Linked DNA regions of Macaca mulatta: region 1 is linked to region 2. The links are chromatin contacts, called in public Hi-C maps. All regions are on one chromosome and are shown on one strand. The core of a region is the stretch at or near the end of the contact, and the rest is flanking DNA. Distances in the headings are between cores, read along the strand shown.

Region 1 (3,541 bases), core at 1,009-3,508, 250 kb before region 2:
TGTACAGCCTTTCAATTGGCTAAAAACAAAGACAACAACTCTATAGAGTGGCATGCCAATAATTACTTCTCTTGGTTTACATATATATTTTCTATTGTATCAGTAGTTTCCCTTCTGCCTGATCTATTCTCTGCCCTAAGATCCTTTATCCTATATTAATAGTTGAATTTAAAAGACAAACGTGCAGACAAAGGAAAAGCGGCAAATAGAGCTCTCTCAAACTGAGACTTTTTTTCTTTATGAACTATAGGCACCTCTAAAACAGAGTGGAGGAACATCATTGATTAGAATCATTTTTCCACGTGGAATATTTTGACCTCAGGAAAACTTAAGCAAAACAATTAGATTTTTTAAAATCAAATAACCAGAAATAAAATGTTTGTGGACAAATAAAAAGTCATCCTGTTTTTTGCCTTTGTTTTGACATGATACAGACATCTTACATTTCAAAGAAAAAAAGATATAACCATAGTAAGGAAGTGTCTCAACATAAACAAGGCAGAATATGTTCTAACCTAGAGTGGATCGTTTGTAAGAAGTACTAATTTATACCTACCTAGTTGTACCCATGCTAAGAACCAAAAATAAACTAAAAGCCTGGTTTCATTGCATTTTCATGTTTTCAGTACTAAAGTCTGAACCTCGATATTTCACAAAAGAGTTGCTATGCCTTTATTCTTTGGCAAGGTCTCCGCGTTTTCTTAGCACGGTGTACCAGAGGTTGCCACTCCAGCCAGCTTGGACGTTGGAAGCTAGCATCTGAATCTTAATTATGACCCACTTGTTCCACTGATTGGGTAGTGCAAACGTGAGTGACGTTCAAAGAGGAGAAAATTAAGATAATAGAAGTTGCCTGTTCCTTAAAAACTGGAGGACAAGAACCTGTCTCCCAACTTTCCTAAAATTAAATGTCAAAGAGGGGAAAGAGTATATCAGTAATTTAAGAGGGAAGTTTATCTAGAATAAGGCTAGTTTTTTTTTTTTTTTCAAAGCTACATTTATGTATATCCATGGCTTATGTGGGTTTAAAACACATGCAGCCCTTACAATACATGTCATACTTGGAGCACGGAAGCTAGCTGCAGAACTGATTCTGACATACAGGCGCCTAGCTTAGAATGCATTTCTGTATAATTCAGGGAGATCAATACACTCGGGAAACAAATATGTTGATGGATGAGGACGGTCTGAAAACGACCAGGTTGAGGTGGCCACGCTGCAGGTTTCACAGCTATTTCATGTTGGCAGAACGAAAGGGTTGCAAACGATCCCCCTTTCTTTAAAGGGGAAAGGAAAAAAGGAAATGAGGGGAGAAAAAAAGAGGAAATGGAAGGAAGAGAATGAAGCGAGTGGTGAGTAAAGGAAGAAAGAAATGAGGACGGGGAAAGAGAAAGAGAGAATCCCGAAGAGGGGCGGGGGAGTGGGAAGGAGAGCTATGATGTATGGACGCTCACCAGCCACCAGCCGAGCGCTCCATCACCCCCAAGCCTGCATCCCTCCCTCACTCGTCTGGAGACCTCGGGTTCCGCCGCCCCGGCGCTGACAGCCCTCCCCGTGACCCCAGCGCAGGCCACGCCGAGATGCCCAAAGTGGCCCACCGCAGTCAGCCCATCCGAACCCGCCACTCCCAGGACCGCGCTGGCCACCCCCACCCCCGACGTTCCCCCGCACCCCCATCAGTAGTGTCAGGGGGAAAGCCGAGAGCGCAGCGAAGAGAAAAAGAATAAAGAATGGGAGAGGGCGGGGGAGACGACCAAAAACAATTTTTTAAAATAATCTGATTATGGGTCCTGGAGAAGCAGCAGGGAGGAGACCAGTGACAGGCACCTGGAAACGAACACGCTGTTGCAAATACCCCGGGCTCCGTTGGGTTGGGCGATTTTCCACAAAAGGAACTTTGCAAGGAGCGCAGCGGTTTGCAATAGAAGAGGAGGAGATCGCAGCGTTACCTGGCCGAGGTCTTGCCGGCGGGCCGCGGAAATCCTCAGGTTTGCGATATTGAGCCACTTGATCAGGTTACTATGGAAATCGTCTTAAGGAGATGGAGAAAAAAAAGAAAAACCAACCGAGGCACATCCTTGTCACCCAGAAAGAAACTGCTCGGGCCGCTGAGAGCGGGCGCGGGACCGGGCGCGGCGCCTCTCCCGGCCCGGCTCGCTCTTTCTTCCCTCCTCGGCCGGGCCGCGCCTCCCCGCCCCGCGCCGCCGCCACCAAGCAGCCCGCGGGCAGAGCCGAGCTCTCCGCGGCGCGCAGCCGGGAGCGAAAGCGCGAGCTCGCTCGCAGCCTCCAGCCGGTCTGGGCGGCGAGTGGCGCTGTTTCCCAGTCGCGCAGCTGGAATTTAAAGAGACAGGCGCGTCGCGGGATCTGGGCCCTTGCCCAGGAGAGGAGCCCCACAGGAGGCCCAACGTCTCGGAACCGCGCGGGATGGACCGAGCGGGCCCTGCGAGAAAAGTTTCCTGCGGAGACGGCTGGAGGAGCGCCTGAGGACCAGGCTCAGCTTCCTCTCCCGAGTGCAGAACACAGTCTGCAAGGAGAGAGCAAGAGGGATTTTTTTTTCCTCCCTTGGAGACTAAGGGGGAAACGATTTGTATGCTCAACAAGTCTTGCACCTATTTTCAGCTGCTCTAGTTTCCGTCCTTGGGCACCAACTTCTTTTCATTGAAAGCACACCTACAAACGGGGAATGGACTGGGGGTGGGAGTCACTCTTCATTTTATGTCTCACTAAGCAGAGAGGCATGGGTTTAGAGGAAGGTGATGATGGGAAGATATAGCTGTCAAATATCTGGGATTTTTTTTTCTTCCTCTCTCAGCCAAAGAAGCGTCTCCTTTTCTCTACCCCCACTCCGATGCTGGAGGATAGACTTGAAGGTCTATTCTAACCTTTACTCCAGGGTTATCCACAGGCTCACCTGCCCGCCTACTGGCACCTTTTCTCTACAGCTAGGAAGGCAGGTCTACTTCTGTTGCTGAGAAGAAGCAAGATCTAGCAGAAAGAAGAGTCTAGCCTGCCTCTTTTCTATTCCTAGCTGAAAAACAGCTTTCAGTGGGCAGGTCTCTCAGTGTTTCACTGTTACAAATAAGGCTCAGATCTCAACTGCTGACACGCAACCCAAACAGGATGTGCTGACCAATTCACATGGTTTGAGACCACCACATATTTGGGGAACCTGAGAAATTATGATGCAATCCCTTTATTTTTCTGTCCTAACCATCACCTTTCATGCATCATATTACTAAACAGTCTCTGAGGTACTAGTTCAACTCGAATCCCTCCCCTGGAGGAGAGGCAGGAAGGGGATTCTCCTTACGGTCTTGTCTAGATCAACCAAACTGATTCCAGAGTTACTCTGGCATACGATAGTAGAGGCTCCATAGATATGGATGGCATTATCAGAAAAAAAGTGAATCTAGATTACCAACACCTTGTGGGCAGGATTCATAGAGTATTCTGTGTTCTATCTTAGACTATATACATTTTATGAGCCCTACACATAGGAAGGATGCTACATTCTAACTCAAATGTCTTAAGCTTCTTTCCT
Region 2 (3,590 bases), core at 236-2,735:
GGAGTGTAGCCCTGGGAACACCTTAACTTTCCAGAAATGTGAGAGAATAAATCCCTGTCCTCATAAGCCAGTTGTGGTAATTTGTTACAACAGCATTAGAAAATGAATACCGTTGGGAAAAGTATTTCCTTATCTACTTCCTGTTTCCATATATGTGCAAAATTTAATAAGTTGCAATTTTTTATTCTTTAAACGTCTCATTAGGCTTCTACCTACAAAAGAGTTTTCAGTTCAAAATGTTATTCCTATAAAAATGTCAGATTTTTATTACTATTGTTTCTTTTGTTTAATGTTTTGCACACTTTTCTCTTTTCAGTGTATGACCTAGCAGTGATTTTTTTTTTTTTTAAGGCTCTATTTGCCAGCAATCTAGAGTACGAAGTGAAGGACGTGATTGAGCAGTCTGAATTCTGCTGAGAGTTCATTTAAAATATATGTATTTGAGGCCGTGCGCAGTGTCTCACACCTGTAATCCCAGCACTTTGGGAGGTGGAGGCAGGCGGATCACCTGAGGTCAGGAGTTCAAGACCAGCCTGGCCAACACAGTGGAACCCCGTCTCTACTGAAAATACAAAAAATAGCCGGGCGTGGTGGAGCACGGCTGTAATCCCAGCTACTCGGGAGGCTGAGACAGAGAATCGCTTGAACCCAGGAGGTGGAGGTTTCAGTGAGCCGAGATCTTGCCACTACACTCCAGCCTGGGTGACAGCACGAGACTCCATCTCCAAAAATAAAATAAAAATATTTGGAGGATAAGTGGTGAAGAGTGGAGCCTTGGTACAGAAAGGAAAATGATACCTTTGCTGTAAAGTATATGGGGTGTAGGGAAATGTCTGTACATTTAAGAATGTCTGATGCTTTAAGGCTGTCTCACATTTCAGTTGAGGGATATCCTACAAAATACTTGACCGATACAACTCAAAAATGTCCAGGTGTCAAAAATGAGGAAAGTATGAGAAACTGTCATAGCCAAAAGGAGCCTACAGAGACATGGGAACTAAAGGTAATGTGGTATCCTGAACAGAAAAAAAAAAGGCATTAGGAAAAAATTAAGGAAATCTGAATAAAGTAATGACTTTAGCTCAGAAGAATCTACCAATATTAGTTCATTAATTTCAAAAAATATTCTATACTAACACAAAATGTTAATAGTGGGTGAAATTGGGTGCTGAATATACGGGTATTCTTGGTACTATCTCAATTTTTCTGTAAATTGAAAACTTCTAAACAATAAAGTCTATTTTGTAAAAAAAATCTATCACTACCAACATTCATATTTTAAACAAGAAACTGTAGGATGAAAGAAGTGAAACAGTTAATACAAATCAGGGGTGTTGAGGAAATTTTCTAGACTGTCGCCCAGAATGCTAGTCCCTATTGCAAAGAATTACTTTTTTACATAAAGCTTTTTCCCTCCTAATTATTTGCAATGTGCCGAAAAGGGAACACCAAAAAACATTTCCGGATTTGCCACACACACACACACACACACAAACTTCTGGTTTGGCTTCCAGTCTAGTCTCCAGGGCTAACTGGCGTGCCATCTGCTCACAGCAGAGCGGTAACCATGGTTCATGTGTCACACCAGCGTGCGGTGTTAGGAAGTTTGCCCCGGCAAGTCTGGACAACTCCGCTTCCGCACAGGTTGCTGAGGGCGGGTGGGGATGGCGGCAGCAGCAGCATCCAGAGGGTGTAGATCGTTCTTCCAAACCCCATCTGCTTTCCTCTCCTCTGGCTGTGCCCGGGGTCCCCGGGCGCGGCAAGCCTTGGGGACGTGCGCGGGTCTTCTATACATAACAAAAGAGCCCTCCTCCTCCTCCTCTTCCTTCTCCCGCCGCCCCGCGCCGCCCCGCGCCGCCCCCACCTTGGCTTCCCGCGGCCGCCCGGGCCCGCGTCCCCAGCAGGAATTGGCTCCCAGGCCCGAGGTTTCCAGGTACCCGGAAGGGGGAGGGGGCCGAGGCGGCAACAATTGGGCGGGTGAGGGCAAAACGCGCGACTCGGAGCGCCAAGACTCCGAGGGGTGGTGAGCCCGGGCCGTGCCGCCACACGATTGGCCGGGGCCACCCCGCCGGCCGCCGCTAATTGGTGGATTCTCAAATTCGGTCTCAAGGCGCCAGAGGAGGTGTTTTAGCGGGGACTACGATCCAGGCTGGAGTCGCGCTCGGCGGGTCTGAGCGCTGGCGCTGTCGGGACGCCGCGGGGTCCCCGCCAGTCCAGGGCACTCGGCGCGGGGATCTGCGCACCTAGCTCTCCCTTCCCGATGCCGCCGCCCGGCTGCTGATCGCCGCACCACCTTCCCTCATCGGCTTGGGTCGGTGGAGGTCCCTGCAGAGGCAGGAAGCCTCCTTCGGAAAGCAGTGGTAAGCGGTAAGCGTGTGGCCCCAGCGCTGGTGGGGAGGCGGGAATTGGGATACGGGGACCCCTCCCGCCCCGGCTGCCAACCTGCCACCCCTCACGTCCCCCGGCTGGCGAGGGCTCGAGATGTTTCTGCCGGGGGACCCGGTGCGCAGAGGGTGTGCCGGGTGCAGCTCTCCCTCCAGCCCGGCAGTAGAGGGAATTTGCCCTTCCCCACAACTTGGGGCTTTCATTGGAGGAGTTTATTTGGGGGATCTGCTCGGAGGCCCGGGAAGGGGCTACGCTCAGCGCTGAGTGGGTTTGGTCTGGCGATCGGGTTTCCTTCCCCCTGATTCAAAACCCCTCAAAGCCGAATTCCTCTCAGTTCTTTGCGCCAAAATTAACTGACCTGGGAGACCCTGTACTTTCTGACAGATTTGCCCAACACCCTTCCGACTTGGTAACTTTATTTTGCCGTCTAGCTTTTCATAAAGAAGTACTGTTTTTGTAGATTTTTTTTCTTCCCAGATTTTCAGTATTACTAAGCACACTTTAGGTGTTTGAGTTTGTTCGTGTGTTTTAGAAAGTTAAGGGTGGCTACAACTCCTGGAAATGCCCAGGATGTGCTTAGGCAAGGGGGAGTTTCATACTGACAAACAAGTAACACATATGTAGATATTTTTGTTTGAGGAAAAGGTACCTAATTGCAAAATCATTTTCTAGTGTAATTGTGCATTACAGATGGAGGTAAATTGTTTAACACTAAAAGACCTGATCAGCCCCAGGCAGCCCAGACTGGATTTTGCAATTGAAGATGGGGAAAATGCACAAAAGGTGAGCTAACATAAACACCTTAGTTTCTAACATATTAAGGATGGTGATGTTGAATTCAATTAAGTGTTCCAACATGCCATTTGTATTTGTATTTAAGCATAGTAAGTAATATTGATAAACATTATAGAAACATTCTTTTTTAAAAAATAGAGCGATCCAAACCATTATTGTTGCAATTCTACTCTCAGATATAGTGGGAAAAATAGGTGAGGTTACATGTAATGTTGTAACCAATTTATATCCGTCAAAAATATGCTGGCTACAGCAATCAAAGTTTATAATATAGTTGTCAAGGGTGGTGTAGCTAATGCTCTGTAGGAATGCTAAGCCTCAGTTCCCAGGAAAATAGACCTTTGTAGGCATAAATGCTGGATTATTAAAGTGCTGTGAAATGTCTTCATACCGATGAACTAGCTCCCAGA

What was found. A called contact is a pair of places that touch in the nucleus more often than the background predicts.
Region 1: a contact with region 2 is called in a Hi-C map of fetal cortex germinal zone, with 2.5 times the contacts expected there. The contact joins the enhancer-like site here to the promoter of E2F7 in region 2. A contact is called at or near these places in 2 of 14 Hi-C or Micro-C datasets (fetal cortex germinal zone and fetal cortical plate).

Annotation. Positions count from the first base shown.
Region 1 is chr11:84,476,203-84,479,743 of T2T-MMU8v2.0, reverse strand. No RefSeq gene overlaps it. Among named protein-coding and RNA genes, the nearest start is that of E2F7, 250 kb to the right of the region's middle. Within about 2 kb of position 2,258, at least 20 of the 40 cell types and tissues checked have an H3K27ac peak or open chromatin away from gene starts, as enhancers often do. A contact at or near this core is called in fetal cortex germinal zone and fetal cortical plate, where this site is marked.
Region 2 is chr11:84,222,210-84,225,799 of T2T-MMU8v2.0, reverse strand. E2F7 (E2F transcription factor 7) reads left to right here and starts at 1,485. Exons shown (of 13, transcript XM_028829739.2): 1 at 1,485-2,367; 2 at 3,076-3,168. The coding sequence starts at 3,076.